5 separate regions of the Mus musculus genome follow, and all the other regions are linked to region 5. Evidence: chromatin contacts called from public capture Hi-C and targeted proximity ligation data. All regions are on one chromosome and are shown on one strand. The core of a region is the stretch at or near the end of the contact, and the rest is flanking DNA. Distances in the headings are between cores, read along the strand shown.

Evidence for each region. Capture Hi-C pulls out chosen DNA fragments and counts their contacts.
Region 1: a contact with region 5 is called in a targeted proximity ligation map of pancreatic cancer cells. A contact is called at or near these places in 3 of 39 promoter capture datasets (hippocampal neurons, liver and neural stem cells), 7 of 484 Hi-C or Micro-C datasets (CD8 T cells, Sertoli cells, Th1 cells and 3 more), 13 of 130 datasets of targeted methods (cardiomyocytes, effector CD8 T cells, embryonic forebrain and 10 more) and 3 of 9 other capture datasets (adipose tissue, macrophages and pancreatic islet).
Region 2: a capture Hi-C map of embryonic stem cells shows a contact between it and region 5, with 2.1 times the contacts expected there. A contact is called at or near these places in 5 of 39 promoter capture datasets (cranial neural crest, hematopoietic stem and progenitor cells, liver and 2 more), 3 of 130 datasets of targeted methods (double positive thymocytes and embryonic stem cells) and 3 of 9 other capture datasets (adipose tissue, embryonic stem cells and liver).
Region 3: a contact with region 5 is called in a capture Hi-C map of embryonic stem cells, with 2.5 times the contacts expected there. A contact is called at or near these places in 2 of 130 datasets of targeted methods (bone marrow-derived macrophages and neural tube) and 2 of 9 other capture datasets (embryonic stem cells and liver).
Region 4: a targeted proximity ligation map of pancreatic cancer cells shows a contact between it and region 5. A contact is called at or near these places in 5 of 39 promoter capture datasets (embryonic stem cells, liver and stem cell-derived epiblast-like cells), 25 of 484 Hi-C or Micro-C datasets (B cells, the Ba/F3 cell line, the C2C12 cell line and 15 more), 13 of 130 datasets of targeted methods (the SCID.adh cell line, astrocytes, embryonic hindbrain and 7 more) and 4 of 9 other capture datasets (adipose tissue, embryonic stem cells, liver and 1 more).

Annotation. Positions count from the first base shown.
Region 1 is chr19:6,056,094-6,060,549 of GRCm38.p6, reverse strand. It overlaps Mrpl49 (mitochondrial ribosomal protein L49), which reads left to right and starts at 2,795. Exons shown (of 4, transcript NM_026246.4): 1 at 2,795-2,891; 2 at 3,471-3,621. The coding sequence starts at 2,814. It overlaps Fau (Finkel-Biskis-Reilly murine sarcoma virus (FBR-MuSV) ubiquitously expressed (fox derived)), which reads right to left and starts at 2,603. Exons shown (of 5, transcript NM_007990.4): 1 at 2,549-2,603; 2 at 2,225-2,307; 3 at 1,978-2,122; 4 at 1,351-1,406; 5 at 1,026-1,201. The coding sequence starts at 2,299. The coding sequence ends at 1,076.
Region 2 is chr19:5,399,764-5,404,385 of GRCm38.p6, reverse strand. It overlaps Tsga10ip (testis specific 10 interacting protein), which reads left to right and starts at 1,880. Exons shown (of 8, transcript NM_001373978.1): 1 at 1,880-2,054; 2 at 3,227-3,366; 3 at 3,449-4,152; 4 at 4,326-4,473. The coding sequence starts at 1,926.
Region 3 is chr19:6,161,715-6,166,182 of GRCm38.p6, reverse strand. It overlaps Batf2 (basic leucine zipper transcription factor, ATF-like 2), which reads right to left and starts at 1,744. Exons shown (of 3, transcript NM_028967.2): 1 at 1,630-1,744. The coding sequence starts at 1,668.
Region 4 is chr19:6,126,672-6,131,432 of GRCm38.p6, reverse strand. It overlaps Snx15 (sorting nexin 15), which reads left to right and starts at 3,173. Exons shown (of 8, transcript NM_026912.2): 1 at 3,173-3,384. The coding sequence starts at 3,286.
Region 5 is chr19:5,738,128-5,742,923 of GRCm38.p6, reverse strand. Ltbp3 (latent transforming growth factor beta binding protein 3) reads right to left here and starts at 2,024. Exons shown (of 28, transcript NM_008520.3): 1 at 1,939-2,024; 2 at 362-1,589. The coding sequence starts at 683.

The sequences.
Region 1 (4,456 bases), core at 1,546-4,045, 320 kb before region 5:
GTTTAACAAATCTGGAGCTCAAAATACGTAACACGTAAGCATATCAAATTGAGGCCAGCCTGGGCCTATGTGAGACCCTGAATCAAACAAACAAACAAACAAAAAACAACAAAACGATAACGAGGGGCTGGAAAGATGGCTTAGCAGTTAAGAGCACTGACTACTTCCAGAGGTCCTGAGTTCAAATCCCAGTAACCACATGGTGGCTCACAACCATCCATAATGAGATCTGATGCCCTCTTCTGAGGTGTCTGAAGTCAGCTACAGTGTACTTACATATAATAAATAAATCTCTTTTAAAAACCAACAATGTGGGCTGGTGAGATGGCTCAGTGGGTAAGAGCACCCGATTGCTCTTCCAAAGGTCCCGAGTTCAAATCCCAGAAACCACATGGTGGCTCACAACCATCTGTAATGAGATCTGACTCCTTCTGGAGTGTCTGAGGACAGCTACAGTGTACTTACATATAATAAATAAATAAATCTTAAAAAACAAACAAAAAAAAAAAAACAATGTTTTCCCTCAAGTTGTGTTGAAATTTAGTTTGTATTGTTAAGCATTATGAGGTCTATAGAGGGGTAGATGGGTGATCTGCCTTAGTGGATCATCTATAGGGCATGCCTGTAACAAAAACACTAGTGCCGTCATAATGGAAAGTGAACCAACACAAACCCAAAAGCTGTCTGGCAGAGCCCATAGAATCTGTACCTTTCCAATACCACTTGTCACATTTCTGTATTTCGGCTCAGCTATCCTTTCAGTAAACACATCCTCTGTGATCTTCTAAGGATTCCTTGTTTTTTTGTTTTGTTTTTCAAGACAGGGCTTCTCTGTGTAGCCCTGGCTGTCCTGGAACTCACTTTGTAGACCAGGCTGGCCTCCAACTCATAAATCCACCTGCCTCAGCCTCCCAAGTGCTGGGATTAAAGGCGTGCCCCACCACTGCCCCCCCCCTTTTTTTCCTACTTGAGACCAAGGCACTTTGCTAGCCTCTAGTCACAGCCTTACAAATGAAGAAAACATAAGAAGTCTGGACACAGTGGCTTTATTAGCATGGCAGGGTGGCAATAGGACTTAGGAATTGGCATTGGGGCCCTTCTTCTTCCCAAAGGTGGGCACAACATTGACAAAGCGCCGGTTGTACTGCATTCGCCTCTTGGCCCGGCCTGTCTTCTTCTTCTTCTTTTCCTGTTTGGCCACCTGAGGAAAGGAAGGACTGATCAGACCCTGGGTGACCTCTCCCATGCCTGCCCACCAGCTTCTCTCCATAAGAGAACACAGACGGGAAATCCAAAGGCCTTCACTTGGCTGTGATAGAAAGAAACAAAGTCCAAACACCAATCACTCACCTTGGGAGTCTGACCTCTCACTTTTCCAGCCCGAGCCAGGGAACCGTGAACTTTACCTGTGTTAGGGGTGGGGAAAGGGATCAGGTTAAGTAGCAAGGTCACGCCCAGAGCAACTCTTCCTCCCTCAACTCTTGAGCTTTTTAATGACAAGTTGGGCCCAACAAAGAATGAAAGTTGCACAGGCTTAGAGACAGGGTCACAACATAGCTGTCCACGTCTTGTCTTCCACTTCAAGTCACAACCAGTTTGTGCAGTGCTGAGAGCTGACAGATACTAAGGCAAGGACTCTAAAAACCAATCCATACTCTTAGCTAACATTCTACACACAGAGCAAAGACAGGAGGAGCACACTGAGAACCTAATAACAAGACTTTAATTATTATTACTTTCCTTTTGCTTTTTTCCTAGACAGAGCTCCTCTGTGTAGCCCTGGTTGGCCTGGAATTCACAGTGATCCGATTGCGTCACTGCCTCCCTACCACCAGGTTTTAGTGGGGATACTGAAAACCAGACTTAACTATCACTACGATCTAAAGTCCCTAGAAGGCACAAGTATACTATCAGAGAAAGGACCTATCACATGGTTTACCTACAGACATTCCATTAGCTCTGAAAAAAAGCACTCACCTCCCAGCATGCGGCCTGCTACTTCCAGAGTGGTCAGGGCCTCTACGCCACACTGGCCTAGGGTGGCCTCATCCTCCAGCGGCGAGCCTGCCAGAAGCACGACTTGATCTTCGGGGGCAATGCCTTCCAGGGAGGCCACATGATCCTTAAGGAAAAAAAGGAGCAATGTTTATAAGTAGACAAACTTTCCCCGTGGGCCTGGAGGTAAAGGAGTGCAGTTAGGAATCAGGGATCAGTACATACTTACTTTGATCTGGGCGACCGTCTCCTGGCCGGTCACCTCGAGGGTGTGTAGTTCCTGGGCGCGGACAAAGAGCTGCATGTTGGCTACTGAAGGAAGAAAGGCTTGTGAGTGATGATAGGGAGCAGCCCAGGAGAAAGGTCGCGGTACGGTAATCAAGGCGGGGGATTGCGCGGTCTCCCATGCGGAAGGCCAGGCTCGCCGGGGACCCGGATGGAGACGGAGCGAAGGCCGCAGAACCGCCCTTGTACTTTGCCTTCCCCGCACCCTCTGAGCCCGTAGACCGCTGGCTACCGAGCGCTCCTGGCCCAGCAGTCCCCCGTGTCTCACCTAGCCCGCGGACGCCGCTGCTGCTACCGCGAAGATGGAGTCAAGAAAGAGGAAGAAGTGGGGGCGCGCACGTCCTCACCGCCTGCTGCGTGTGACGTCACTGCAGCGCGACCGCGCGGATCGCTGGTGGTTTGTACCGCCCACCGCCGTCCCAGCCCGCCCCTTACGCTGTACGCAGGCGTTCGGTCCTTGTGGCCTGCGCGCGCAGAGGGAGGCGGGGCGAGCCCGGCTGCGCGCGCATATGACACTCAGTTGAGGCGCCAAGATGGCAGCAGCGGTGTTGCGAGCCGCTTTGCAGGACTGGAGGAGCTGCCTCGGTCGGAGCTACGGGCGACGGAAGCTGGTAAGAGCCCGGTGGACAGAAGGCTGTGTGTGAGCCTCACTGTTGCTCATGACCACCCTGAACTTCGTATTCCCTCACGAGGCCTTAGATTTGCTATGTACTCCGCTTCATTTTATGGAGGGTAGATTGAGGGTGGAGAGGGCAGGTGCAGAGCCTGGACTGCGCTTGGAGAGTCTGGGTTTGGGAATGTGGCTGCCGCATCCCAAGAGTTGGGTAAGACCGAGAGCAGCTGTATGTCCCCGCTCGGTGCCTGATCGATCAAGCATGTCATTTCGGAGTTAAAGAGTTTCAAAAACATGTTCAAAGACAAATACTGAAGAGTACTGTATAGGTCAGTCGTATGCTTAATCGGCTTTTCCGGATTATGCACGTTTGCCATTTGAGTCCTGGAGAGGTCTTGGGATTCTGACTGAGAATTTTCTTTCAGGTCACTCCCACCCCCACCCCCGGTATCATGCACACTAAAATATCCAAGTCTGGTGCTTTTCTCAGTTCAAGTTTTTACTCATGCTTTTTTTTTTAAGCTAAAGTTCTCCTGTGTTAATTAAACTAAAGGAAAGATGGTTTGTTTTGCCTTAGAGCCAGACCCAGGGGCCTCCTGATAACCCCGGCTTTGTGGAGTCTGTGGATGAATACCAATTTGTGGAGCGCCTGCTCCCCCCTACCAAAATCCCAGAGCCACCAAAACATAAACATTACCCCACTCCTAGTGGTTGGCAGCCTCCCAGAGGTGAGTTGAACAATAGAGGCTTTGGACTTTCCAGTGGGTTTCGAAGTTCTAAGATGTAGGAGGGTTAGTATTGTCCTGCCCCTGGGGAAGGTACCAACAGCAGCACCCTATGTTCCTGGGGTGAGGTCTTACCTTGTAGTGAAAAAGCAGAGAAGACCCATGTGTGTGGAGTTCTCTTCTTCCAGTCCAACGAACCCTATGTAAATTCAACAAAATGGGTATCATCTCAGTATGTGAAACCTTAATGCAGAGTCCAGTGTGGGGTTTTTGTTTTGTTTTGTTTTGTTTTGTTTTGTTTTGTAAAGTCTCATTGCCAGTACAAGGTTTTAGGACAGTTGGAACTACAGAGAGACCAAGAGGGCTGAAGAGGTTGCTTGCTCATCAATTAAGAGCACTAGCTTCTCTTCCAAGGAACTCAGGTTCAATTCCCAGGACCTACCCACCTGGTAGCTCACAACCATGTGTAACTCCAATTCCAAGTGATCTGACAGCCTCACAGACATGTAGGCAAACCACTAATTCACACACACACACACACACACACACACACACACACAAAACCCAATAAGAATCCCTTTAACTCCCATCTCTTTGTTCCAGATGCTGTCAGCCTCACTGGGTCAATGGGAAAGGAGAGAGTAGTCCCCGAGCTGAGGGGTAGGGGGTGGGGGGTCCCCAAAGATGCAGGTAGATAGATACACACATACTCTAGTAAACTGCTTTTATTTGTTTTCTTAAAATATTTATTTATTATATGTGAGTACACTGTAGCTGTCTTCAGACACACCAGAAGAGGGCGTCAGATCTCATTACAGATGGTTGTGAGCCACCATGT
Region 2 (4,622 bases), core at 631-3,130, 340 kb after region 5:
AACTATAAGTTATAAGAGGAGTTCCCTGGCTCTAAGTTTTTCAACTTTTTCTGAAGCCCCACTGCTGCTGGTATCTCTATCTTGCAGGCAGATGATCTATTGTGGGGCATCTGAGCCATCCTCGTTACATAAGTTAATTCCATGAATAAGTTTCCTGTCCTATATATCTCTACGCCTTACTTAGCATGTCTCACTGAAGAATACTAACAATACAGGCATGCCACAAAGCTTTATAGTGACTTGACACAAACTAAAATCATCTGAGAAGAGGAAACCTCCGTTGAGAAAATGCCTGTGTCAGATCAGGCTGTAGCAAGCCTTTAGTCTTAATGACTGATGTGGGAATGCCCAGCCCATTGTGGCTGGGGTCATCCCTTGGCAGGTGGGCCTGGGTTCTATAAGAAAGAAGCAGAACAAGTCATGGGGAGCAACACAATAAACAGCACCTCTATGGACTCTGCATCAGCTCCTGCCATCAGGTTCCTGGCCTGCTTGAGTTCCTATCCCGAATTTCTTGGATGATGAACTATGTATCCAAGCAAACTCTTCCCCCACCCAACTTGCTGTTTGGTCATGGTGTTTTATTGTAGCAATAGAAACAGTAAAATGACAGGCTTATTCTTTTTTCTTTTCTTTCTCTCTTCCTTCCTTTCTTTCATATATATACTGCAGCTGTCCTCAGACACACCAGAAGAGGGCATCCGATCCCATTATGGATGGTAGTGAGCCACCATGTAATTTCTGGGAATTGAACTCAGGATCTCTGGAAGAACAGTCAGTGTTCTCAACTGCTAAGCCATCTCTCCAGACCCAGGCTTATTCTTTTAATTGAAAATTAAATCATATTTTGAACTTTATTGTATTTGAAATTTTTATTTTAATTGAAATTTAAAATTGTATTTTGCCCAGCGGCTATTCGGTAATCCTATGTTCTTCTTCCCTTTAAGCCTAGTGGCTCAGTGGCAACTTCCAACCACTCATCATGTGCTCCCCCAATTATGAAGTGAACCAGGAGTTCTCAGATCCAATGGGCCCTTACATGGCTAGAGAGGTTTAAAATATGTACATGCCAGCTGGGTGTGGTGGCGCACGCCTTTAATCCCAGTGCTCTCTTGAAGCAGAGGAAAAGCAGAGGACGGTATGTTCAAGGACGGCCTGGCCTATACAGTGACTTTCAGGCCAGCTAGCTAGGCTACATGTTTTTGTGTTGGTTTTTGATTTTTTGAGTCAGGGTTTCTCTGTGTAGCCCTGGCTGTCCTGGAACTTACTCTGCAGACCAGGCTGGCCTCGAACTCAGAAATCTGCCTGCCTCTGCCTCCCGAGTGCTGGGATTAAAGGTGTGTGCCACCACTGCCCAGCATGTTTTGTTTTTGTTTTTGTTTTATTTTTTAATTTTTAATTTTTTTAGGCTACATGTGAGACACTGTCTAAAATAAGCAAAACAAAATGCTCAAAACAAAGCCAGTCAATGTATAAATATACACCATTAGGCTCAGGAAACAAGTATGGCTGAAGTTCTGTCATTCTCAGGTTGAGGGGCTTGCTGCCTCTCTGAGGGACACAGTATCCTGCGGCCAGAAGGCCATGGCCTGCCTTGTGCAGCAATGGGGCATTTTCACAGGACCTGAGGGCCCTTTGAGGTGACAAGTTCTGATATCCCTTCAAAAGCAGATGGATAAACATAGGCCTAGAGAAGTAGGGAGCTTATACCAGGTCAGGTTGCAGGGGCAGAGGCAAGGCCCAAGGCAGTTCTGGGCGCTGTTGAACACAGTCTCGTAAAGGAGACCAGCAGAACTCTGGCTGATCGCTACCGAGTACTTTTTGCTGGAATCATTCAGACCGGTCACAGCCTGGTTGTCATGGAGATGGCAGAGAGGGCAGTTCCAGAGCTGGCAGGTAGGGGTGGGAGAGGGCAACATGCCAATATGCTAAACACTGACCAACTGTTGGTTAGGGCCTTATCGGAGAGACCAAGGCAGAGTACAGAGCCCTTGGTTCCAGGGACATCTACAGGGCTGTTCAGACTTCTATCAAGCATCTCTCCGGAGGACCAGGTGAGGGAGGCAGGCCCAGTTGGGGAGCTTCAACCGCCCATTGGCATCTTAGGCCAGAAGAGGTCAGCCCTGGCTAAGGCTCTTGAGGAAACGTAAGACTGGAGCTCAGGTCCTGGTAACAGTTGGGAATGCCTGGGACAAGGACCACAGAGGACAGATGGAGCAGTTTGGGAACACTGCAGGGAGGAAAGGAGTTTAGGGAAATAAAAACCCTTCCTTCCTTCCTTCCTTCCTTCCTTCCTTCCTTCCACTAAGGAACTTGTCACTTCCTCAGCACTAAGTCCAGAGCCCTGGGTGACATCCAGAAAAATGTGAGCTTTTGTTGTGGGTGGTGTGGCTTGGTGTTTTGGGGTGCCAGCAGTGGATGGCTTGTTGGGCAGTCTCCTACCAAATTACCTGATCTGGGCTGTCCTGGAGCTCACAGTCCTCCCCTCTCTGCTTCCTGCGTATCTGGGGTTACAGCTGTGTGTCATCACACCCCGATATTTTTCTAAAATTTAAAGAAGTCCAAACCAGGCATGCTGGTGCAGCCTGTCATCCCAACACTTGGGACACAGAGGCAGGAGGATCAGTAGTTCAAAGCTATCATCAGCCAAGCCATGGTGGCACATAACTTTAATCCCAGGCAGGTTGGCCTCTGAGTTGGAGGCCGAGTCTACAGAGTGAGTTCCAGGACAGTTAGGGCTCCACAGAAAAGCACCATCTCAAAACAAAGCTATCTTCAGCTATACAGTGAGCTTGAGACCGTCCTCAGCTACACAAGACACCATCTCAACAAGACAACAAAAACTAATAATATTTATAAATATTTTAATATTTATTATATTATTTTTAAATATTTAATATTTATTATATGTAAGTACATTGTAGCTGTCTTCAGACACTCCAGAAGAGGGCGTCAGATCTCATTACAGATGGTTGTGAGCCACCATGTGGTTGGTGGGATTTGAACTCCGGACCTTTGGAAGAGCAGTCGGGTGCTTTTACCCACTGAGCCATCTCTCCAGTCCAGCTTGTGCTGTCTTAACAGAAGAGGTAGTGAATGATCAGAGAAGGTTATAGGCAGCCACAGCACAGTCTAGACAGAGAGGAAGCCCCTGGGAGGTGAACCTGAAGAGGAAGCACCATATGGGAGGCTAGTCAGAGCTCCCCTCTTCCCTGTCCCTGCCCAGAGGTGCCTTGGGAGTGGTGACAGTCTCCAGAGTCAGAGCTGCCAGCTACAAAGATCTTACAGCGCAGGGCAGACAACAAAGAAAGAGCGAAAGGCCCGGAGGCGGAACAAGAAAGGCCGTGGCTCAGCTGAGGCAGAGGAGTAAGTTGCTGGGGAGGGACTGGAAGGTGCACTGGGGACTAGGAGGACCCTCATTCTGACTTCTCTCCTCTTCCTCCTGCAGTCTCTTCAGTCCACCTTCTCGAAAGCCTTCCTTCCCTTTCCAGTGGGCCTGGGAGAGCTTCATCATAGATGGCCAGGCTCTGTTTCAGTCAAGTTCCTCTATGGCCATGGGCCATCGACCCCTGCTCCTCCCTCCAGCAGCCCCCCAGTGCAAGTCCAGGCACAAGTCAGTAGCCAACCTCTCAGAAGACCTTCGAGCCTGCCACAAGATGGAAGAGCAAAGCGTGGGGAGGAGACATCACCTAGGGGGCTGGGCCAACTTTCCCCTGCCTCTGAGCAAAGTGGAGAGTCAAGGGCTAGATCAACCTAGCTTCTGGTTATCAGGGAAAGGGTCAGGATCAGAGTCTGAGGATGTCTTAGAGATAGAAGGCCAGAATTCTGAAGAGGCTGAGAAAAGTCTCAGCTCTGGGGAACTGCCTCAGCTCCCAGGGCAGAGCTTGATCTTGGAGGAGGAATTGATATCAGAGGCGATGGAGGAGGAACACAGCGACCCCCACAAGGGAAAGGGCAGTTCTGTCAATAAGGGGGGGAATTCTGGAGAGAAGGGCTCAGAAGAGGGGGAGCTGCAGAGCCACAACCAGGGAAGCAGCTCTAGCTTCAACAGTCTCCGAAAGCCACAGAAGGGGATCTCAAGGGCCAAGGACCTGAAGGGGCCCTGGGACCTGGAGCGGCTACACAGGCAGTTACAGGAAGAACTGGAATGTGGTTAGTACCGCAGGGAGGCCTGAGGTGCCGCCATCCTGGGAACTCTGTGCTCAGATGGAGGGGTGGGGTCGGCGGTAGAAGCTGGGGTGGGCCAGGAGTTGTCTGGATGCTGGGTGGAACTGCCCAGGGAACCAGGAGAGAGTGTGATCCAGACTTGGTGTTCCCATGGAAAGGTCCCCAGAAGCAGACCTGGAAGGCGCTGCGGGCAGCTGTCCAGGCCTCTGCCAGGAACAAGAAGACCCCCATCTTGGGAGATGATGAAAGTTTCTTGTCTGCCAACTTCCCTAATCGTACTTTCCATAAACGACAGGAAGCCACCAGGTGAGGACAAAAGAGGAAGGGAAGCAAGAAGTGAGGGAAGGTGGAGAGGGGCGTCTTTCTTTCTTCCTTTCTTTCTTTCTCTCTCTCTCTCTCTTTCTTTCTTTCTTTCTCTCTCTCTCTTTCTTTCTTTCTCTTTCTTTCTTCCTTCC
Region 3 (4,468 bases), core at 495-2,994, 420 kb before region 5:
CAGCATTGGCTTCTTCTGAGTGCAATAATCTCAATGGTAGAACAGAGGCACATGGTATTTTCCCAACTGTCCACAGACAGTGAAGGAAAGAAGGTGAGAGTAGACACCCCAGAGTGAGCTGCCATTCCTATGATCTTCCAGCCCACAACCCCACAAAGGCAGCAGGGTCAGGGTCTGATATGATCCCATGTGCCTGTCCTCAACTCAGTCTAAAGGGGCTGGCACTCACTTACTGAAACAACATTTAATTTCCTCTGTGTGTGTGTGTGTGTGTGTGTGTGTGTGTGTGTGTGTGTGTACACTGTAGGAGGACAGCCTTAAGTATCATTCATGTTCAGAAGCCATCTGCCTTCTTTTAATTTAAGTTGTGTGTATATGTGGTGACCTGTGTATGCATGTGAGTGTCTGTACCCTTGGAAACCAGAAGCAGGTGTTAAGTCCCCTGGAGCTGGAGTTACAGGTGATTTGGTTGTGAGCTGCCCCGTGAAGGTGTTGGGAACCAATCTCGGGTCCTCTCCAAGAGCAGTGAGCATTCCTAACTGGCCCCCACCTAGTTTGTTTGTTTGTTTGTTGTTTGTTTGTGAGATATAGTCTCTCACTGGTCTGGGACTCACCAGTAAGACTGGGCTGCCTGGTCAGCAAGCGCCCCTCTCCCAGGGCTGGGCTTACAGGTGCTTGCCACCTAACCAGGTGCTTTATGGATGCTAGGGACCAAGCTCAGGTCTTTAGGCTTCCGAGACAAGTACTTCACTGACTATGCTATCTCCCCATCCCTTCAACAAACATTTATTAAACATCTACTATGCACCAGGCACAAAACTAGAAGGGCACAGAAGTGGGAAAAAGAAGAAGAAAAAGGAGGAGTAGGAAGAGGAGACAAAACAAACAAATAAAATTAGGCAAAATGGCAAGATGTAATGGAAGGATTAGTTCAGGCCAGACTTGGCTACATAGTGAGTTTGAAGCCAGCCTGGGATACACGAGATCTTTCCTCAAAGCAGGAATGTCACCTACCTGGCACAGAAGAGATCTACAAGACTCCATGCTCACTCACAGGGCAGTGGGGCGGCTGCCTAGAACTGATGGAGATTCCATTGGGCAGAGAGGACTGCTCCTGAGAGCTCTGAGCCCTCCAACCCCGGGGACCACAAAACTTAAATGGAACTTGAAGTCAAATGCCTAGAGCGGGACCCTGTCTCTGTCACTCCACCTCAGGCAAGACTCCAGCCACTCTGGCTGAGGACTCTGCATGTCCCTTGGATTGTGGCTATATCCTCCTCAGGGCAAACTTCAGACCAGAATAGAGGCTGGAGAAAGACAGAGTCAGCGAGGAAAGAAGGCAGCTGTGATTTGGGAGACTAGAGAGAGAAGGGAAGGATCTGGGAAACGCTGCAAGGTGAGAGCAAATGGATTGCGAGGAAGCAGTACGCACGCATGCAGGGTCCAAGTTCAAAGCTGGAGACTGGTCTGCAGTGTGAGCGCCAGGAAGTCATTCCAGTGCCCAGGAGGAACTAAACCGTGAGATGGGAGTGTGCAGCCCAGTTCCCAGGTCACACAGATCATGGTGACCTTACTGCAGCCTTCCTTGTCTCTCTCCATAGCGTTTCTTTCCTAGTCCCCTGTACTCACTGTCTCAGTCAGCAGCTCGCTACTCCCACAGAGTTGCATGGCTTAGGCAAGGGGAAAAGAGGTTCAGTCTGGTCCTGGATGTCCCCTCAGCAGCTGTCCCCTCCCAGTGACCTATGGAGGCCCAAGGAAGTGGTGGCTCTTTAAATCCCCAGTGGCCACTCCGCCCCTAGCACACCCAGTTTCAGTTTCTCCTAAAACCATGGGCTGCCCAGAATCCCTGGCTCTTGCTCGCTCACGCTCACTCACGTGGGTGGAACTTCCTAACAAGAGCAGCCTTCCGGTTAGGCCCCTTCTCTAGAAGAAGGATGGTGGAGGGTAGATGGGAGCAGTTAACAAGACCGTATCCTGGAGAGGGCTGGCAGGATGCCAGGGACAGAACCTAGAGGAAAAGCGGGGTTGGGGTGGGGTGCGTGAAGGAGCCCCCATAGTCTCTGAGAAAGTCCAGGTTCACAGTCCACACTGGAGCTGTGCAGCTTTGAGAAGGTGATTCACCTTCTCTGAACTTTGGTTTCCTTATCTATGAAGGGTATGGGTAGGGTGGAGCAAATTTCCAGGCCTGCGGCTGGGTGTGCCTGGTGTGGTACTTGCACTGGAGAAGCAGAGGCAGGAGAATCATTCATGAGTTTGAAGCCAACCTGGGCTACATAGTAAGAACTAAAAATTCTCAAAATATAAAAGTTCCCAGGCATAACAAAAGAACTGTGACAACACGACCACTCCAAACTCTCTGAGACCGATGTTGGACTCATGCAAAAAATCAACAATCAGAGCTGGCGTGATAGTGCTCGTGACTGCACGAACCTCCAAATCTCAGGACTCAGAGGCAGAGCCCAGCAGGTATCTGAGTTAAAGGCCAGCCTGGTCTACAGAGTAAGTTACAGGACAACCAGGGCTAAATGATGAGACCCTGTCCCACTGATGATGAAGAATTTAAACTTTTTAAATTTAATTTATGCATACCAGTGTTTTGCTTGCATGTATGTCTCTGCCCTACATATATGCCCCGTGTCCTCAGAGGCCAAAAGAGGGCACTGGAGCCCCTGGAACTAGAGTTTCAGATATTTATAAGCAAAAATGTAGGCGCTAGAAACTGAACCTGGATCTTCTGGAAGAATAGCCAGTGCTCTTAATCGCTGAGTCATCTCTCAAGCCCACAAAATAAAACTTTTAAAGGAATCTTTATGTCCAAGTTTATATTTAAAAAACAAAAAGTGCTAAATCTGGGCACAGTGGCAGATGCCTATAATCCTTGGGAAATGGAGGCAAGAGGACCAGAAGGACAAGGCAGTTTATGGCTACACAGAATTGGGGTCTAGCCTGGGTTAGAAGAGACGGTGTCTCTTAATAAATAAGTAAAGTAAATAAAAATAAAAAGACTGCAATTGATTAGTAGTGTCTGCCATGTCGTGATGTCTGTAATGACCAGAGTTATGCAACACAGGAATCTTTTGCCATCTCTAGAACTGGTCCTGAAGCCAGCTTGAGCCTTAAGAGATGAGCCCTGGTGCTCTGCCCACCAAATTTATCATCCATACCTTCTGTGTGTGATCCCTTTGCTGTGGATGATAAAGTCATTCCTAGTCCACAGAGCTGTTTGAAGGGGAGGAACAGGATGAAGAGAGCCCTTCCCTATTAGAAAGCACTGCCCAGCCTGGTGCATCTTCTCTTTGAGACTTGCAGTGGATCTGGATTCTAGGATCGCTGACATATTCATAATTGAAACTGTTGGGTCGATGAGATTGGACGTGCCAGCAGGACCCTATCACCTTGCTTCTGAGAGCCCTGGGGGCAGGGGCTGAAATGGGTTGACCTAGGCTACCCATTTCTTGGAATTATTTTTGTCTCCCAGACATCGGGTAGGGTAGGGCGCTGGCTGGATGCAGCACCTGAGGGGCTCATTAAGCCTGTCTGTGAACTCCACAGGGGAACAATCTGGAGGAAGCTTGGGTATGACGTCACCCCAAAAAACACCTATTGAGAAGACTAGGGCCCAGTGTCCCTGCTTCAGCCTGCAGTTCTAACTAGACTCCTTGACTTCCTAGACCAGGGGCTTCCAGGAGAACTGGACAGTCTACAGGGGCGCCTCCTCCTGGGAGACCACATCTCCAGAGGAAGAGGAAAGGGGGGTGTTTATGGCTTGATCTTCAGAAGGGAGAGGGAGTGGCGGGCGGGGATGGGTACAGGGTAATGTTTAACCTTAAATGGCCCTGCAAGCTTCCCTGAGAGGTGGATGGACTTCCAGACCAGTGAGACTACACGCCCTGACCCCTCGCTCAGCCAGGGACCTCATCACCTCACACCAACACAATAGCCTGGATGGCTTACACAGTGCTTATTCCCCATAGCTCTAGAGGCAGAAAAGCCCCAAAGCAAGACAACAGCAGGTTGAGCTCTTGTTAAGGGTTGCCAGGGTCTCATTGTGTAGCCCAGGCTAGCCTTAAACTTTCAGAGATGCTTTGGACTTAGCCTCCAGAGCACTGAGATTCCAGGTGTGTAGCACCAAGTTCTATCGTTTGGCAGAGCTTTGTGTTCTTGTTATCTAGGTCAGGGTCTCACTAGGTAGCCCTGGCTGGCTTAGGACTCTATGTGCATCAGGCTGGCCTTAACGTAATGCCTCTGCCTAGTGAGTTACCATGTTTGGTGGTGGCAGCTGCTGCTGCTGCTACTACTGTTTGTCATTGTCACTGTCCTCCTCCTCCTCCTCTTCTTCCTCTTCCTCCTTTTCTTTTTGAGGGAGGGTCTTACTATGTAGCCCAGGCTGGCCTCCTGAAGTTGGTACAACTACAGCCATGTGACACTATCTAACTGAAGGTTTGGTGTTTGAAACATGAATTTGGAG
Region 4 (4,761 bases), core at 1,924-4,423, 390 kb before region 5:
GCCTTTGTACCACCATGGTGATAATGGACTTAACCTCTGAGACTAAACAAGTCCCAATTAAAGGGCGTCTTAGGTTTTTACTCCTGTGAACAGACACCAAAGCAACTCTTTTTTTTTTGGGGGGGGGGGTTGGTTTTTTGAGACAGGGTTTCTCTGTATAGCCCTGGCTGTCCTGGAACTCACTTTGTAGACCAGGCTGGCCTCGAACTCAGAAATCCGCCTGCCTCTGCCTCCCCAATGCTGGGATTAAAGGCGTGCGCCACCATGCCCGGCTCCAAGGCAACTCTTATTAGGACAACATTTAATTGGGGCAGGCTTACAGGTTCAGAGGTTCAGTTCAGTATCATCAAGGCAGGAGCATGGCAGCATCCAGGCAGGCATGGTGCAGGAGGAGCTGAGAGTTCTATATCCTTCACCTGAAGGCTGCTGGTGGAAGACTGACTTCCAGGCAGCTAGAATAGGGTGTTAAAGCCCACACCCACAGTGGCACACCTACTCCAACAGGGCCACACCTTCTAAGAGTGCCACTCCCTGGGTCAAGCATATACAAACCACTACATTCCACTCCCTGGTCCCCATAAGCTTGTTCAAACACAGGAGTCCATGGAGGCCAAACCTACCCACAGCATAATAAAAAAGTACATTTAGTCCAACTTCCAAATCCCCAGTCTATAGCAGTCTCAGCGATGTTAAAGGTCCAAAGCCTCCTCTTAGATTCACCCAATCGCCTAGCTGTAATCAGCTGGGCAGACTCCACACTCTGCATCTCCATGTCTGATGTCAAAGCGATCTTCAGATCTCCAACTTCTTTTTTATCTTTGTTGGCTACAACAAACTTCCCTTTCCTAGGCTGGTTTTACTCCGTTAGCAGCTTTTCTCAGCAGATAGCCCATGGCTCTGGCATCTCGAACATCTTGGGGTCTCCAAAACAACTTCAGTGTTATAGCTTCTTGTTTCAGTGTCTGGGATCCACACATGATCTTCCGGGCTCCTCCAAAGGGCTGGCGTCACTTCTCCAGCTCTGCCCTCTGTAGCACTCTAAGCTCAGGTTGATCCACTCCACTGCCACTGCCATTCTTGGTGATCATCCCATGGAACTGGCATCTCCAACACGCTGGGGTCTTCTGCTGCAATCAGGCCTCAACCAATAGCCCCTCACAGGCTGTCTTCATGGTGCCAAGCCTCAACTCCTTTGCATGACTCCTTCAGTCCTGGGCCACCAAATACAACTGAGGCTGCACCTTCACCAATGGCCTTCCATGGCCTCTCACAGTGCCAAGCCTCAGCTGCTCTTCATTGACCTCTTCATGTCTTCAAAATCAGTACCACCTGGGTGACTCTTATACATTACCAAGTGCCTTGGCTATCTCTGGAACCCAGCTTCTTTATGCTCTCAGAAAACACTTCCTAGAAGACACCATGACCAAGGCAACCCTTATAAAGGACATCATTTAATTTGATCAGGCTTACAGGTTCAGAGGTTCAGCCCAGTATTATCAAGGAAGTAGCATGGCAGTATCCAGGCAGACATGGTACAGGAGAAGCTGAGAGATCTACATCTTCATCTGAAGGCAGCTGGTGGAAGACTGACTTCTAAGGCAGCTAGAATGAGGAGAGTCTCAAAGCCCACACCCACACACCTACTCCAACAGGGCCAAACCTTCCAATAGTACCACTCCCTGGGCTGAGCATATACAAACTATAACAAATGGTTTATTTTCTTGTTTGTTTGTTTGTTTGTTTTCGCCCTCAAAACAGAGATTCACCTGCCTCTGCCTCCTTAGTGCTGGGACTAAAAGTGTGATGTACCACCGCAGCCAACATCTCAGATTAAAAAAAAAAAAAGATCTATTTATTTATTATATGTAAGTACACTGTTGCTGTCTTCAGACACCCCAGAAAAGGGAGTCAGATCTCATTACAGATGGTTGTGAGCCACCATGTGGGTGCTGGGATTTGAACTCAGGACCTTTGGAAGAGCAGTCAGTGCTCTTAACTGCTGAGCCATCTCACCTCAGATTTTTTAATGGTTCTTTTTTTTAATGATTTATTTATTTATTATATTTACATATTTACATGTATTATATTTACAGCACACTGTAGCTGTCTTCAGACACCCCAGAAGAGGGCGTCATACCTCATTATGAATGGCTGTGAGCCACCATGTGGTTGCTGGGACTTGAACTCAGAACCTTTGGAAGAGCAGTCAGTGCTCACAACCGCTGAGCCATCTCTCCAACCCTTAATGGTTCTTTTATCCACTCTTTCCTATTTGAAGATGGGATTTCTGGTAGTGGTGGGATGTGCTGCAATCTATGTTTAGTGATAATCTTCCACACCAATTTGGCCTTGATCAATTGGTGTTGGGTTTTCGCTATCCCTGTGTTGTGCCAGCATGCCTCTTGATCTGATCTGTTACAGAAGATACTGTGTCAGGTACCACTTTCCATAGATGAAAAACTAGATGCATGCAGTTACAAGAGGGAAATGTAATGCTTACCAAGGATTTCAGCATTTGGGAGATGGAAATTGGAGGGTCAGAAATCCAAGGCCAGCCTCAACTACATAGAGAGTCTGAGGCCAAACTGGGCTACATGAGATCATCTCAACGTCCAACCTCCCCAAATTTGAAGCAGTTAAGGGGAATTCAAATACGTGTAAGTGTTGTGATTTCAGAGCCTCTGTCACTATCCAGTTTTTTCAGCATCAGAAAATGTCAGTGTGTGTCGTTCCCCCCACCCCCCAATCCGCACAGGGAGGCAGGGAACTTGGCTCTGCTAGGCACATTTTGAACACAATAAAAGTTGCATGGGTTAGACCCTATGCCAAGCACCTGAAGTTCCAGATACTCAGGAGGCTTAGGTAGGAGAATATTTTAAGCCCAGAAGTTGGTCAACACAGCAGAGATCTTAGCTTAAAATAATTCATAAATAAGAGGCTGGATGAGTGTAAAGAAGATAAATAAAGAAACGTTTCGGAGGTCTGTAAGGAGGGTTTACGTTAGGGGGAAGTGGGTTCAATCACATGCCAGGATGCCAGCTGGTAAATCCTCTCCCAAACAACCAATCCTTAGTCTCTACCTAGAACTCCGCTTTACCAATGACCTAGAACTTGTCAGACACTCCCTTAGCCACGCCCCCAAGCCAAGAACGGTTGTGTCACTTGCGACTAGGTCCCTGGGCCTGAAGAAGGGCGCAGGCCGGATCCTGGCAGTGGCAGTAGGCTCAACACGCGGGGAGCGGGGGCGACGTGCAGGAGGAGGAGCCGGCGACCGGCTCCGCTGTCATGTCGCGCCAAGCGAAGGATGACTTCCTGCGACACTACACAGTCTCGGACCCTAGGACCCACCCCAAGGGTTACACAGAGTACAAAGTAACCGCTCAGGTGAGGTGGGACCCAGCGGGGGAGCATTACCCTTTTAAGCAGCTCCGGATCCGTGCTGTACCTTAAAGGCAAAGAGCTTCAAGGAGGTCGCGGTTTGGCCTACACAAATAGATTTCCCCTTTAAGAGGCGCCTGAGACAGAAGATTTAAGGCGCCTCACCTCCTGGGGCGGGGCTAAGGGTCATTTTTTAAAGTCTGTGGAGCTTGGCTCTGCGCTTGGCCCGGTACCCCCTCTCTGTTGTTGGTGATGTCTAGATGCGGTCTACGAATTTCTCAAAGCAAGAAAACTCCGGATTAACCTAAATATTCCTTCTCTAATCGCTTAGAGTAACTTTTGGTAATTTTCCCTGCTTGATCCGTAAAAGCCCCACCACCACCTTTTTATTTATCTATCTTTTCTTTTTTTGAGACAGCCCTGGCTTTTGCGAACTCACGATGTAAACTAGACTGGCCCGGAAGTCACCGAGACCCTCCTGCATCTGCCTCCCAAGTGCTATGATTAAAGGCGTGCACCACCAGGACCAACTATAAAAAAAGCTCTTTAAAAGTTTAAATGTATGTGTGTGTGTATATACACATATACACATATAATTTTATTATACTATTTATATATTATATATATATAATTTGTGTGGTTTTAAAAACTCACGCAAAAAAAAAAAAAGACTGGTCTTAACAGATAAGGAAGTCAATAAGCTGAAATTGGTGTTTGTAACAATAAAACTTAGAATGAGCTCGTAGAAACATCAGCATGAAAGAATGCTTTTAGAATTTTACCCAAGGTAACTATGGAGGTCTCCAATGGGAGAAACCGGGTTGCTGCGGAAAGACTGACTATATATTTTCTTGTACTTAAATTTTTTTCAACTTGGCAACTGTTTGATTAGTGGCTTGTCGACTGTTAAAAGGAAGCAAACACATACAAGTCGCTCCCAAAGCAATCTAAGTCAGAGTCTTAGATACGTCAAGAGTGTTCCGGGGGTTTACTTTTTCATGCCAAAAAATACAAATATAATAATTGTCTCTAGGAAGATGCCGGAGGGTAGAAAGGATGACAAGGCATTCAGAACCCTTATGTCTTCCTGTTAGCCTTTTAGATCTAGTCACATGCCTTACACATGCATAGAGTTGTTTTTTTTTTCCAGTGCTAGGGTTGAACTCATGGCCTCCCACATTTTAGAGAACTCTCTCTCTCTCTCTCATTCTCATTCTCTCTCTCTCTCATTCTCTCTCTCTCTCTCTCCATGTCTCTCTCTTGCCACAGCACCCTACAAGATGATCCTTTTTTTATTTTATAGATTTATTTACTTAATTTTTTTCTTTATTTATTTCGAGGCATGTTTTTTCCCTGTAGCCCTGGTTGTCCTGGGACTTGTGT
Region 5 (4,796 bases), core at 775-3,274:
ACTTGAGACAGTTGAAAGATTTCTGTTTGGGGGGTGAAATATTTACCCCCTTCTGCGTGAATTCCTACCCTTGCTCTCATCTCTCCAACCCCTTGTACGCTCCCTCTTCAAACTGAGCACCTCCCAGGAGTTCTGTGTCATCCGAGACCCGAGCTTAAGCCTCAACCCTTATCCAATACTTAAAAGCCCAGCACCTCACTCTGTCTTCCATGGACCGCAGCCTCTCAGAGCCCTGGCCCCAGATCCGCGATCGATGTATCCCAGCTCCCCATCTCTTATCCCCAATGCTCCACTCTGTTTCCTGCCTGGTGCTGTTGCCTGCCCTTCCTTATGTCCCCAGCCAGAGCCCCCTGGCCCTCACCCACGCGGAAGCCAGAACCGGTGAGCGTGTCGGTGCTGTGGCCGTTCTCTCCGATGAGCGTCATGTTGGAGCCCTGCTGACAGCTGTCCCGACACTGGCCCTTCAGACAGGTCCGCTTGCAGATCACTGGCGCAAAGACCACCTTGAAGCGTTCGCGGGCCAGCGCCCCGCCCCCGCCTGTGCCCCGCTCGCCGGCCGGCCCACCCTCGGCCCCGCCGCCGGGGCCCAGCAGCGCCAGCAGGAGTAGTGCCAGCAGCCCCAATGCCCCGGCCTGGCGCATCGCAGGGGCCAGGCCGTGGGCAGCCCCTCGGGGCCCGGGCATCCGGGGCCGCACGACCCTCGGAGATTGGAGGTCGAGCCCGAGCAGGGGATCGAGTGTTGGTAGCAGAGGGCAGAGCGGGGCGAGAAGCCAAGGGTAGGGAGGGGACAGCAGGAGCGGCCGGGATCCCCGTTGCGAGGGAGAGCGATGGAAGCTGCACTGAGGGTAGAGCGAAGAAACTTCCCTGGCCGGGAGAAACCCAGCCAGGCCCCGAACTGAGGCCGCAGCGAGGAGGCCGGAGCAAGTGGAGGCGGAGAGGAGGAGCGAGGGGAGAGGAAGGCCGGGCGGCCAGCCCGCTCCGCGCCTCCCCCTGGCCGGGCTCCTCTCCCGCGGCCGCCGGGAAGCAGGGAGCGCGCGGGGAGGACGCAGGGAGAAGTGAGCAGTTGTTTTCCCTGGCTGGAGCGCGCCGGCGGCGAGGGGGGCTGGGACGCTGGCCCGGGGCCAGGGAGACAATTTTTTTTTCTCCTCTCTCTTTTTCCTTCTGGTTCAAGCGTCTTTCGCTGCTGCCCGGAGAAGCGACGATGTGCGGCAGGGAGGGCGCCGGTTGGAGTGGGGGCAGCCCCCTAGGTGCCCGCCCCGCGCAGGAACCGACCTGGGTTCTTTCCAGAAGAATCCTCACCTGGGGACTCCGCCAGATTCCTCCGGGCGGGGTGCAGAGGCCTGTGCACACCTCCCCCGCCCAACTACTTTTCCACCTGGTCAAAATGGGGAAACCGAGGCAGATGGTCCTTGCTTGGAGGATCAGAGGTCTGTTAACTTTTGCCCATTGGCCTTTGTACATGTAGGGGTTCTCGAAGCCCTGAAGTCATGGGTCCTTATTCCTGGTCCTGTCTTCTCTCGAAGGAAAGGATTTAAGCAGGAGAGAGCACCTTCTGGCCAGGGTTTACTGGCCGGGGAGAACCCTGTGGCCTCAAGAAGAAGAGCAGAAAGAACAAAGCTAGAAACCTGGCTTCCCTGCCAATGTTCCCCCCCCCCCCCCCGCTCCTTAGAGGGCTTCCTGGTGCCCACCCTGCCACCTCCCCCCTTCCCCTCGTCTGGCCTGGCTGGCGGCGCTGGCTCTGGGCCTCAGACACTCTGGAATCGCCAAGGTCTGAGCTCAGGGCCTGGCCCCCTTCCCAGGCTAACAGCCGGAGAAGGGAGTGCTACTTGAGTGCTCAGGGGGCTGGGGAGAAGCCCAGCAGGGCCCTGGGGCAGGGGTTGACAGGGGGGTGGGGAAGGGTCTTGAATTTGCTCAAGGCTGTAGAAGAGCTAGACTTACTCACTGGTCTGAAAGGGGAGGCTGTGGTGTCCCGGATCTGGACAATACTGTGAGAACGTGCTAGGAAGCCCCAGGATCCAGTGTCTGACTCAAAAGAACTTAGTAGGGCTAAGGGTGACCAGGGTCAGAACCATGCCAAGTCTGGTTCATGCCAGGCCCTCTCCAGGGGAATCAGGGGGTGGTAATCTGATGGGAAGAGGGGGTTGGGCTCGGCTTTAGGCACACCTTTCCAAAGAGCTAATGGTGGTTTTTTTTGTTTTTTGGTTTTTTTTTTTTTTTTACTTTAAGGCTGAGTTTATTTGGGTAGCTTCGGAGGGACTGAGGGAGGCCATTTGATGAGTTCTGCTTGAATTGCTCAGTAGCTCAGGCGCTGCTCAGTACAGCCTACTGCTGCAATGCTGGCAGGGGGTGACCTCTGTGTCCCAAGAGGATTCCTTGCTGCTAGAATCTAGGAGGACTTGGGAGGGGGGACCCCTCCCCCTGCTCTAGTAACACTGTTGCAACAGTAACACTGAATACTTTCCACCTGGCAGGAGTGGTGCTGAGCGCTCTTACATTCATTTTTTCCTTTGAACTGGTGTAAACCTGACCCTCCCCTGTGCAGAGTAGGCAGAGGCTCACCTTGGAACAAGGCGCTGTCAAACAGTCCAGGCTTGGAATCTCGTGCTCTCCAAGCCTTGGAATTCTTGCCCATGGAATGAGATCTAGTCACCCAACTGTGAAACAAAAGGAGTGGTGGGCTGTGGGGGTCTGGGACAGCTTCCTTCAAACACGCTTTTCCATAGTGAAGGGAAGTAATGAGGGGAGCCTTGGGGCATGCTGGGAAGCCGAGAAAGGTGAAAAGGACTGCAATGAGTCTTGCAGAGTCAAGAGTGAGAAAACAAACAAACAAACAAACTTCCAAACCAAAAAAAAAAAAAAAACCGCTGTCCTTTCCAAGTCAGAGGAAAAGCCAGGCGAGCAACACGGTGGGAAGGGCAGAGGGCAGTGCAGCTGTGGTCTGAGTGGGTATGTAAGTCACTGTGAGGAATTTGGATCAGCGGGCACTGTATCAGGGCCGATGAGGATCTGCCCACCGCACACCTCTTGGAAGGATGTGGCTGTTTGATTTGGGACTGTGGAAAGTCGCGCCATTGTGAAGTAAATGATACAGAGAAGCAGGTGATGTGGTCTCAGGGTTTGGCTTCATCCCCTGGCAGGTGAGAGAAAAAGACAGGAGAGGGACACTATGGAGGTCCCTTTCAAGTCTTCTGAGCAGAGACACCTGAGCCCATGACAGACTGGAACATAGGCTCATTCCTGAGCACACAGGGAATGTTACTCTGTGGGAAAGGTGACTCAGTAGTTCACGAGAAGGGCCCACAGAAACAGGCAAGCTGCCATTCTTGTGCACCAGGGAGGAGAGATAGTTATCCCAGAGACCCAGTAGGGGCGTCAGAGTGACATGAAAGGAACTTGATGTGGAAAAGCCAAAAGGAACATTCTAGAAGGAGTATATGACCAGCAGCATGTGTTGCTGTGAGTGGGAGTGGAGACAACCCTTGTCTTGGGCTGCTGCAGGGACTCAGGGTCAGGAAGGAGCAATGAGTCCAGCTTAGATCGTCTGGCAGTGACTGTCCACAGATGTGATCTTTGGTAGACTCCTTAGGCTCTCAGGGCCTCAGCAAGGAGTGGCTGGTACCCTTCAGGCTGGTGAGTTAAGCAGGGTGGAGAGACTGTCTAGGAAAGACACCCCCTCCTGCTGTACTCACAGACTAATATCGGAGGGAAGACCTTACTCATCACCATTGAGGAGACTATGAGAAAAGCCTTTATATGCCCAGGCTAACTGAAGAGAACCCTGGACCTGAAGCTGCAGGGCGGGGGGGGGGGGGGGGGCGGGGGACGGACCTCAGACAACTGTGGGCCCTCAACAGACCCCTGAGTCCCTCCTTGCAGTTTGTCAGAAAGGAGCCCAAGCAATAGATGCTATCTCTAATCTCCTCTTGTTTCCAATTTTGCTGGTCCTGGCAGTGCAGTAGTATGACCACCTAATATACTGCAGGGAAGTGGAGCAGATCTGCAGGGTAAACTGAGGCAGCTGAGCACACTCGGCCACCATGCTCTACTGCCTTTTCCAGCCTTCTTGACAGCCATCCATAGCCGCCATCTTTGTAGAAGACAATTCTGTAAGGCCAAGGAGACCATGGCCATTCCAGACCATTAAGGCAGGTCTTCCCCAGCTGTCGTCCCTCCCCTGGTGTGTGCTGTCAGAGCTGTCTTTTATTTATTTTGTGTGTATATGTCTGTGTAGTTCTGTATATGGGAGGGGGACTTGTGCACATGTGGGGGGTTTGTGTGTATTCACTTGCTAGTGGAGACCAGAGATCAACTTCAGATTTTTATTTTTGTTTAGAAATACTTCTTTTGCTGGGCGTGGTGGTGCACCCTTTTAATCCCAGCACTCGGGAGGCAGAGGCAGGCAGATTTCTGAGTTGGAGGCCAGCCTGGTCTACAGAGTGAGTTCCAGGACAGCAAGGGCTATTCAGAGAAACCCTGTCTCGAAAAAACCAAAGGGGGAAAAAGAAAGAAAGAAAGAAAGAAAGAAAGAAAGAAAGAAAGAAAGAAAGAAAGAAAGAAAGAAAGAAAGACAGACTTCTTTCAGGGACCGGAGACATGGCTCAGAAGTTAAGAGACCCTGGTTCAATTCCCAGCACCCACATCGCAGCTCACAAGTATCTTTAACTTCAGTCCCAAGAGATCAGATGTCCATTTCTGGCCTCACTGGGCACTGCATGCATGTGGTGCACAGACATACTTGCAGATAAAACACTAATACACATAAAATATTTTTATTTAAATAATTTTATTTAAAATAT